2 separate regions of the Arachis hypogaea genome follow, and region 1 is linked to region 2. Evidence: chromatin contacts called from public Hi-C data. All regions are on one chromosome and are shown on one strand. Each heading gives the region's core, a stretch centred on a gene start, on an enhancer-like site or on the middle of the called end of the contact. The rest is flanking DNA. Distances are from core to core; before and after follow the strand shown.

The links. Hi-C and Micro-C count contacts between places; a contact is called where the count stands out from the background.
Region 1: a contact with region 2 is called in a Hi-C map of leaf, with 3 times the contacts expected there. The contact joins the promoter of LOC112801143 here to the promoter of LOC112801138 in region 2. A contact is called at or near these places in 4 of 8 Hi-C or Micro-C datasets (leaf and an unstated tissue).

The regions. Positions count from the first base shown.
Region 1 is chr5:33,424,728-33,429,982 of arahy.Tifrunner.gnm2.J5K5, reverse strand. LOC112801143 reads right to left here and starts at 3,987. Exons shown (of 5, transcript XM_025843718.2): 1 at 3,432-3,987; 2 at 2,773-2,952; 3 at 1,686-1,812; 4 at 1,274-1,387; 5 at 44-376. The coding sequence starts at 3,719. The coding sequence ends at 261.
Region 2 is chr5:33,085,844-33,091,027 of arahy.Tifrunner.gnm2.J5K5, reverse strand. It overlaps LOC112801138 (ATP-citrate synthase alpha chain protein 1), which reads right to left and starts at 2,739. Exons shown (of 13, transcript XM_025843712.3): 1 at 2,588-2,739; 2 at 1,984-2,094; 3 at 1,488-1,664; 4 at 1,210-1,371; 5 at 1,007-1,087; 6 at 842-893; 7 at 604-718; 8 at 409-490; 9 at 116-211; 10 at 1-25. The coding sequence starts at 2,082.

The DNA.
Region 1 (5,255 bases), core at 2,738-5,237, 340 kb before region 2:
ACATGCTCTTATTTTTTGTAAGGGTGTGAAAGTAAGTAAGAAGTTAGTCATAATCACCCTTCCATCAATAACTTCCATTGAAAATGATTATCCTTTCATTTTTTCCACTTTACAAACTTTCACTTTAGATGATCTAAACTCCTTTAAGAACATTCAACTTTTCCTAATGCCTTGCATGCACAATAAGGCCTCAAACCTGCATCATTATGGACTGCATCTTTCTTACTTAAATATGCTATTATGACATTGCTCTGCCAGGCTTAACGCTGGAATGAGATAGAATAGGAACCAGTGTTTGGATCTTTAACTGCTTTGAAGTTATCGACACTCATCCCAAACCGGCCCAAGACAGAATTTCCCATTTCTTTTAGTTTTGCTGCATCAAGAAACAATTCTTCAGTGCAAGTAAAATGAAGATAGCAAATCGTACCGGATTATAGTTTATAGAATGTAAGTACAAAGAAAATATTCGGAACTGAAGATAAGACTCTGCAGCCTCTACCAAGAGGTAAAGAAGCAGATAATAGGTTTAACATGAATGACAACCAGGAAGATAATAGGCTTAACATACAAGTGCAGCTAGCAGCACTGCCTGGAATCCAAAAGGTTTTGTTTGAGCAATAAATAAATCAAGCACCAAAGACTGCAATTCAAGATAAAAGATAATTTATATAACTAGACAATCCTAAAGTTTCTCCTCCAACTACAAGATTCCCAAATCCCAATTAACAAATGCCAACTCTATGCCCATCACAAATAACACAGAGCATACTAGTCTAAACTCTCAAGGAACACAATCTATATCCACAAGATAAAATGGAATCTCTGAAAAACCAAAGTTGCATACATCACTCAAAAATAATAGTATATCTTTCTATCACCTAGGTATCCCATGCTTAGAAATATCATAATAAGGCATCCATAAATTCCTTTGATAAAATAATTTTAATCTGACTAAACTAACATATGGACTTAGCCAATTTCAACCACAAGATTGCAAATAAATCTTAAGGATGGACAAAAAAGCTAGATGAATGTGCCAATAAATACACAGAAACCGAGACAGGATGTTTTTCTGTAATTGACGGTAGTTTTGCAGCAGCAAGAAGAAATAAAGAAAAGAGCATCATATTTGGGTAACAGATTATAAATGTATGCATGAAGGATCAAGGTAATGTAAGGAAATAATGCCCATGCACTGTTCTACGCGAAGTACATGATACAATAGCAACTATAATTGAAATCCAAGATAAAGATGAAAACAGAAACTTGCCAATCATCTCTTCCTTCATCATTTCCCGCTTTTCTGCAGCAAGCGGCTCAAGTCGCCTGATGGCCTTCCTAGCTTGATCATTTGAGGGATCAATTTCTAAGATCTTTTTCATATCTGTCAATTGATATTTGGAAAAATAACTAAAATTAGTGAGGCGAAAAAATTATGGTATGAATGAACTCAATGATGCGAAAAGGGAAAAAAAATCTGAATGGCATCAGTATGCAAAACATGTACTTCTTCATTAAGATCCAACAATAAGGAATGCATAATGATACTCATACTGGCTTTCCCTAGGTTGGCAGATACCACATAACAGTGGCACCTTTCCAGTTTGAGAAACTACACATACCCCCTTACTGTGCAAAAGAGAATAAAGTTCAATAACTCCTAATATAAGATCTGAACTTACCAGCAATGGCTTCTTCAAAATGTTCAAGCTTTTCATGAGCTTCTCCTCTTCTTACTAAAGCTTTAATATACACTGGATTCAGATCTAATGCTTTTGTGCATTCTTTAACTGTGTTGTCATATTTTCCCTGGGATATGTTTAGCATAAGTTAAAAGAAATTAGATTCTTGACTTAATCAATTTCAAATATAAAAGGGCAAATATGATGCAAGATTCCATACCAGCTTTATCTATGATTAAAATGACTTCAAAAGATATGATTGGAAAATAAAAAAAGAGGTACGGAAGAGTTGAACCACACTTAAAAGGGTCCTGTTTGCCAAAAATGGCCCCTCGGATGGATGCATGAGGTATCTAGTTTGTGAGCTCCCAATGTTATATTTTTACTTTAAGCAGGCCTATTAATTAAGCAAGTTGGGTTCATGTTTTGAACAGACTAATTACATTATGGAATTAATAAATAGCCTCAAATTAGTAAATATTATATTTAATTAGTAAATAGCCTCAAATTCGCAAGTCTTACGAGGAACCAGACCAATGCATTTCAATAAACAGTTAAAATGCTATAGGGTTTGTTTGGTTTAGTGCACAATTTTCTTAAAGAAATGGTTGAAACAATATATTGTTTCCAATTTTCCTTTTCTGTTTTCACTATTACTTTTATACAGTGAACATGTCAAGGAAATTATGGTTGGGTTATAATCTCCACATCATTAAGTTTGCCAATTTACCCCTGTAGCAAGAGAGAATTCAGCTTAAAGCTTCTACTTTCTGTCTTGCATGCAGATAGGGTTCTTTTCTATTTTCCAGAATTATACATTCCCTCTTTTCTGTATAATAAAACTTTTAAATTCAAGAGTAATGACAATTTAGCTGTCCAAATAATAAACATAAAAAAAATACCTAATCATACACTTCCAAATTAGTAGGCAAATCCCACATACCACTAGACATAGGTTATCAAGCTTTTTAGAAAGAAGAAAATAAAAAATAGAGATAAATAGTCCATCTGATTTACAACATAATAATTGATAGGGGAAGGTGCTAACAAATGCTATTCTCATTAATAGTAAGAAAGAACACCATACCAGTTTCTGAAAGCACACAGCACGGTTTGCATGACATATTGAGAGTATTTCAACAGATGAAGGCATGTCAGGTGCAACTTGTAGAGCAAGTTCATACTGGGATAATGCTTCCTCATACTTCCCATCCACAAAAAGCTTATTCCCTTCTGCCTTTGCCTCATTTGCTTGAACCAATGCTTTCTGCAGCAAGTGGCATCAGCACTATTTTGTGTATTTTTAACCTTAAAAATGAATATGCATGTTTTAAATACCACATCAAATGGTTCAATTTAGACCAGGACCATTATGTAGATAATAGATCATGTTTTTAGTTAAAAAAAATATTTTGATTCAACAACTTTACAATCATAGTCTGAAGACAATTAGTCTGCTTAACCAATTGAACATAATCTTGAGACTTCACATGTTCTCTAGTGCAGTTTATAAAGCACTACTGCTCAAACTCAAACTCCCTATATTATTATGCAACCTAATAGCATCAAACCACTCCATTAAAATAAAGAATCAGTAAATTTTTTATTATAAACCATTTTAATAAATAAAAACACTGAAAAATGAAATTAAGAAACAGTAATTACTACCAAAGAACATGATCACACTAAAAGAAGAAACCAAATTTAATGCAAAATTATCAAAACCCTAAAATTTTGAAACCAAACCTTCTCCAATTCCTCAATGATCAAGGGATCTCTAGAAAAACTATTACTTGGAGAAACACTCTGTTCAGGTTCCGGCTCCGAATGCTCTGGCTTCGGCTGCTGTTGTTGATGTTGCTGTTGTTCGAGCTGTTGATCATGGCTGCTAGCGCCAACGTCATCACCTCCGGTTTCGCTGCCCAGGTCGGTGTCGCTGGCCGTTTCAAAACCGTCGGAAGCATCGTTACCAGCAGTATTGGAGGGATTTGCGTTTCGATCCTCATTCTCTTGCTGCTCTATCACCACCACCATTTTCTCTCAAGGTTCAGTGTGATTGGGGCTTGTTTGGATGATAACGGAAAGAAGTGAGGTGAGGGGTTAGGACTACTCGGGTTTGTTGTAACTTGTGAGTTCTGACGTTTTTTTTTCTCTTGGCAAGGGAAATGGATTCTTTGGCTTGTTAAGAAATCACAGTTTACTCTTTTTAAAAGAAAAAAGAGACAATTCATTCTTATTGTTCTGTGGTTGAGCTTCCAGACTCTTCTACAATATGAGATGGCATAGGATCTGCGAGTCCCAAAATAAAATATTTCTTTAGGTCTATTAAATTGATAAAAAAAAATTTTAATGAGATATTATTTTTTTATTATATTTAATAAATTTTTAATAATAAAAAATATTAAAAGATAAAAAATTATTTTTTTTGTGAGAAATTATAATTTATATTTTTTTAAAAATTTTTAAAAGAATATTTTTTACATAATAAATAAATAAAAAAATATTTTTATCTTATTTTATCTAAATATAATGATAGACAAAAATATTTTTATAAGAGATATTCAAACATAAAATTATTTTTATTTTTGTAAAAAATATTTTTTTAAGAAGATCATTAAAAAAATTATTTTCTAAAAATAACAAGTCCAAAACATATTTTAAAAGTTTTTTAATTATTATTAAATAATTCTTATTTAATTTTAACTACAACTTAATTTTTATATATTATTTAATTATTATATTTACCCTTTATTTTATAAATTATTATTTTATTATTTGTCTATTATGTTTATTAACAATTAGAAACAAAACCAACAACAAAATAGATGTTCCATTAATAGTGACTTTCATAAATATTTTGACAATACCAGTTAGAATTGTTTTTTTTTTTCTTGATTCATTATGTTCAAAATATCGCATATTTCTTCAAAATTCAATCGATTGAATTTCACAAAACAATGATGGTATTTTCTTATTCAATCGTTTGAATTTTGTAGGTGACTAAAGATATTTTCGTATTAATCGATTGGTATGATAATATAATTGTATGAATTTTATACATGATTAAAGTTTTGTATGTATTCAATCCATTGGTATGATTATATATATATATATATATATATATATATATATATATATATATAACTCATATTTTTATGATGAATTAATGTCATTTTCATTTATTATTTTAACAACTATGTCATATAAATATTATGTCATGTCAATTATATTTTATTTTATACAATTAATTTACTTATAAAAAAATTATTTTTTTATTGGTTAAATTACACAATTAGTCCCTACACTTTTACTGAAATTACAAATTGGTCCTTATCCTTTAAAAATTTGTAATTGAAATATTGAATCCCTAAAAAAAAAATTAAAATTTGTAATTTACTAATTTATAATTTCACTGAAAATATAGAGAATTTAACTTTTTTTATTTTTATTTTTATTTTTTTACCAAAGATAGAAGACGCAAACCCACAACATCTTAATTGAGTATGAAAAGACTATACCATTTGAACTATTACTCATTGGTTTAACCTTTTTTTTCTTTACTTTCTATTT
Region 2 (5,184 bases), core at 1,490-3,989:
CAGATGCAAAGCCAAGGTCTCCAACCTATATTAATATTATACGATGCTGTCAATGAATACTGTAAAGAAATGGATTCCAACTGTGAATTTGGTTTTGAAAATAAGATAAACGCACCGTATCAGCATAGATGACACTAGCACCTCCACCAGCTACCATTGTCCAAATTCGGCCCTTTGGGTTCAGCACTGTGAATTTCAAAGATGCACTTGTCTGCCAATGTTAAATACATGAAAAAATTAACTGTTATCATCATAACTAGAAGCAATAGTGTTATTCCCATCATCATTAAACTATTGATGACTGCTGAGAGATTAGTATCGGGAATTTGATAGACATGGATAAAATACAAGCCAAGAGATAACATTACATACTAATTAAGGACCTACAAGGGCAGCACTTTTAATCACCTTTTCATCTAATCCATGAATGAAAGCTTCAGTGGCACTCATAACCCTTCCAAATGGCAATGGGAATTCAATGTCTCCCCATCTGCAACAAATATGATGAGGTATGTTATCCATCAACTCCTTGCCTCAAACTAGAAATATAGGATCCTATCCTAGATCATAATAGTTGGCATTCGTTAAAGGGGAGGAACCCACTTCTTGAAGTTCTTGAAAGCAGCAGTGTCGTCTAGTTCGCCTCTCATATCCAAAGGATAAGGCTTTCCATCAACCAATGTGAATGGGTTCATCTCTAAGAAAGTGAAATCCAGGTCTAACACAAAAGAAAAGTAAAGTAAGTGAATCAAATAATGGAAGGTTAGAAAATTTAAATTTAAATGTAAACGTTAATAAAGTTGATCATGCAATCCCATCCAGTGGTATATATATTCTATACCTTGAAATATATTGAAAACCACCTTGAGAAATTCCTCAATTTCTCCCTTGATCTGTAAGGAAAGAATTACATAAGAGTATTAAATCACATATTTCAATAGAATTACATCTCGAATCAAGACATTATGTTCATATAAAAATAAAATAAAATAAAGTGTTTAATTACCTCCAAGGGAAGGGTTGCAACAAGTGGGGCTATAGTTTCAGATGTGAAAGACGCTCCAGTTGGAACAAATACAGTCTTAACCTGAAATATATATAAAAAAAAACACTTTGTAAGTGTAGGTTATGGATTATAAGGAAAGATTTTTTTCACAGAAAATATATCGAGTGTCTAATTTGTAATGTGAAGGATATGCATTGCGCTACCTTATCCCAGTTTTCTTCGATTTCAATTCCTCCACATTCTGAAAAGCTTATGCTGTTCCCAAGCCTCTCGGATACAATGTTAAGGTAAAACTCTTCTTTGTGGGGGACGAAAGGTTCAACAATGAAAGTTGTTATGGGTCCTTTGCAACCACTCATCTCAACCTATATTTAAGAGAAAGACATGACCGAAAGTCCAAAAGCATCAAACACTAGAGTGGAACCAAAATACTGAGGACAACAGAGAAATGAAAGGTTTCGCGGGTAGAGGGGCAAAGCACCTCGGTTCCAAGTCGCTCTTTCACAAATGAAGCAACTTGTGCCAAATCCAAATTCAAGGCAACCAAGCCACTCTTGCCACGCTTCCCGAACAACATATCAGGCTTCACAACCAATTTTGAAGATGAAAGCCAAGGTTCCTTCTCTTGAAGCTCAGCGAAATCAGTGGATGATGTAACCTGAGGCACAAACCACAACAAAATCATTACTCAACCAACCTTGATATGCACACCACACCCAATCACATTTATGATTGTAACTATCACTGAAAAAATGATTTTCTTTTTCCCGTTATATGCACATAACATAGCATATTAACTAGCTTCAATCACAACTGAAACATTTCCTATTACAATCAAATTAAGAGTATGTTGTTTTGCCACTAAACCAATTTGAATTGATGTAGGTTCAGCTATATAGTTAAAACAAAACCATGCATCATATCCACATTGTAACTAAAACTTCATGATTCTGCACACAAAAGATAAAAGTACTCACTTGTGCAGACTTGATCTGCAAGTCTCGGCCAGAGAGTCTCTTAAAGTGCTCCTTCAACAATCTCTTGGAGTCATACTCTCTGATCTTCTTGCGCGCCATTTCTATCTCAACCTATTTCAATAAACCGAAAGCACAAAAAATTCCAAAACAGGAAAACAACCCAATTATGAATTATCCATTATAAACAGATCTGAATTGCCAAAAGCGCTACCAATCCACAAAACAAAATCTCATTAAAGCCATGCAAACCCATTCGAAATGAGCTCAATGGGACCTCAAAAAGTGGATCAAAATCGAAGCTTTAAGATTAAACAGAAACAAAAAGAGGGGGAGATTGAAGATCTAGGATTTACCAAAACAGAGAGATGAAACAACAAAGGGGGGTGTGGATAGTTAGATCTAACCGAGAGGTGAAGGAATGATGAGAGGGGCGTGATGGGTGTATATATATAGAGAGAGAGCGGAAAAAAAGAGAGCGAAAAATAAATGGGAAAGAAAATGATGGGTAGTTGGTTGGTGAATTAGAGAAGAAGGTAGCCAAATAGTAAAAGAGTTCAGAAATTGGAACAAACAAACAAACAACACATAAACATGTGGTACCTACCTACTAATCTACCCCCTCTTCTTCTTCCTCTCCTCCTTCTTGGACCAATGTAACCACTTAACGTTGTTTCAAAGTTCCATGTACCTTAATGGTTGGGGTTGTTTGTCTACACTATGCTGCTTGTTGCTGGCGTGCTATTAAGTTCATCCTACAACTTTGTTATTTATTTTCAGATAGAGTAATATGTTTGAATTAGTTGTCAATAAATTTTAATTATTAAATTAGTTTTAAATTTTCTTTTTGTTAGATAAGTTAATTTTTTTATATTATAGTATATATTTATATAAAGAGATTGATATAAAAAAAATTTATATACTCTTATATCTTTAATATAAATTAATTTGTCTAACTTATTCAATTTTAATATAAGGATTAACTTATCTAACAAAATAAAAGGTTAAGGATTAATTTAATAATTAAAATTTGTTAAAAATTAAATTATTCAACAAATTATTTTTGAAAAACTAATTTGAGATATTGCTATCGATAAGTTAATTTGTTAAAAAAATGTGATGAATTTATGAATTAACCTTAGAAAAATAATATTTTCACTCTCATTTTTTATAATATCACTTTTCACATAATTATTTTACATTATATATTTGTAAAAATTTATAGAAAAAAATAATATTATCATTTTTCTTAATTTTAATTCATTTACAATATCTTTATATGATTATTTCATTAAATTTATGTATTTAAATAATTTTTAAATAATAAATTTGATAATTGATTATTTTTATTGATGTAACAGTATAGATTGATTTTAATGATGCATGAAAATCAAGCCAATATTTTTCATAGTCATTGAAAAATGAAAAATTAAATTTTAAGTCACTAGTATTTTTTTTATATATATTTTATCTTATATTAAATCAATAATATTAAGCAACTCTCTTTTTTACTAAAAATATTGATCCTTTAGAGTATTTTCGATGCTTGATTTTAGTTTAGTTTATTTTGGATCTCATAAAATACTACATAAGTATTTAGAGGCCATATATTATAAAATTTGATTTAAAACTCAATTTGAGATTTGTCAGTTGTGCTCTAAGTCTCTAATGCTTGATTTCATTTTAATTTAATTTTTAATTTTTTTAATTATTTCAATTTATTTTAATTAAATTATAAAAATTTAATTAAAATAAAAATATAAAATATAAAATTACAAAATTAATAATTATATATTATATTTAAAAGACACACTAATAAAAATAAATTTTAAAATGTTACTTAATTAAGCATAACATTAAAAAAAACACATTACACATTAAAAAATAGATTAAATGATATACTTATATTTTTCAACTGTTGGATTAAATAGGGTAAAAAATAAAAATGAAAGTGATCATAAACTTCTGTTATTTGAGAAAAAAATAAAATTTATAAATAGGATGCGACTTAAAATTGAGAAGGAATTTGAGTATTTAAATTTTGCCTCATTGGATTTAGAAAAAAATTGCAAAGAAAAAAAATTTTTGTACATTTAGATGGGGAGAAAAAATAAAATTTTGTAAATAATTGAAAAAATAAAATTATGATTAAATTTTGGATTCATTTTTCTGAATTTATTTTTCATATAAAGAGTAATATTGTGTTTTTGCCTAATATTGATATTAGAATATTTTGCTGGTTTGTGGGTGCAGCTCTCAACACACATAGGAGGCGTGGTGAAACACCGTTAGCAGCATCGTGACAGCATCCCGCAGCATAGTAGCTGCATGTTGCGTCAGGACTACAATCAGTTTTTGCAGGAATTTACATACGTTTTTGAGAAGTTATAGGTGTTCTTTTAACACAAAAAAGGCGTGATAGAAGTGGTCTGCATGTAGAAGACCGCTCCTTTCTCTGAAAACTAGTAATGCAGGCTGAAGCTCTTTAAATAGAGCCCAACTCTCCCCCATTTGATGCATTCAACTTGAAGAGAGTGAGTTTGAGAGAGAAGTCTAAAGTGAAGAAGAAAAGAGTTAGTAGTGTGTTAGTAATGTATTTAAAAATGATTATACATAAAAAATATCAATTTGTATTAATAAAAAATGGTAGATAATTATACCGTACTTAAAAAATATATTATCAATTATTTGGATTATCTAATTTATATAAATTGATAATTTTTTTGTAATTTATTTTTTTAATTTTAGTTAATATTAATTTTTTTGTGTGTTAATAGTATCATGATATAACATATTATTTTAATATTATTATCTTTATTTGTATTTAATATTATTATGCTATTTAAATTTGTAATCATTAAATTTAATAAATAATATAAATATTAAACTATTTGTGGATAATATTTTTATTTTTTCAGTATGTTATTATTTTATTTTATATTTGTAATTAATAAACAAAGAAATAATATAAATATGGTCGTATAAATTTTTTGAATATTTTGTTATACTGTGATTATTTTTCTATAGATTTGATAAATATTATTATTTTTCAAATTCTTGTTCTTGTATTTTAATTTTCTGTTGTCACAATATATTTTTATTTTAATTTATATTTAGTTAACTTGAAGAATTAATGAATATTTTTTAATAATATGAATATCAAAAAGAATTTTGTTCGGTTATTTGTTATGATAACTATCAAGC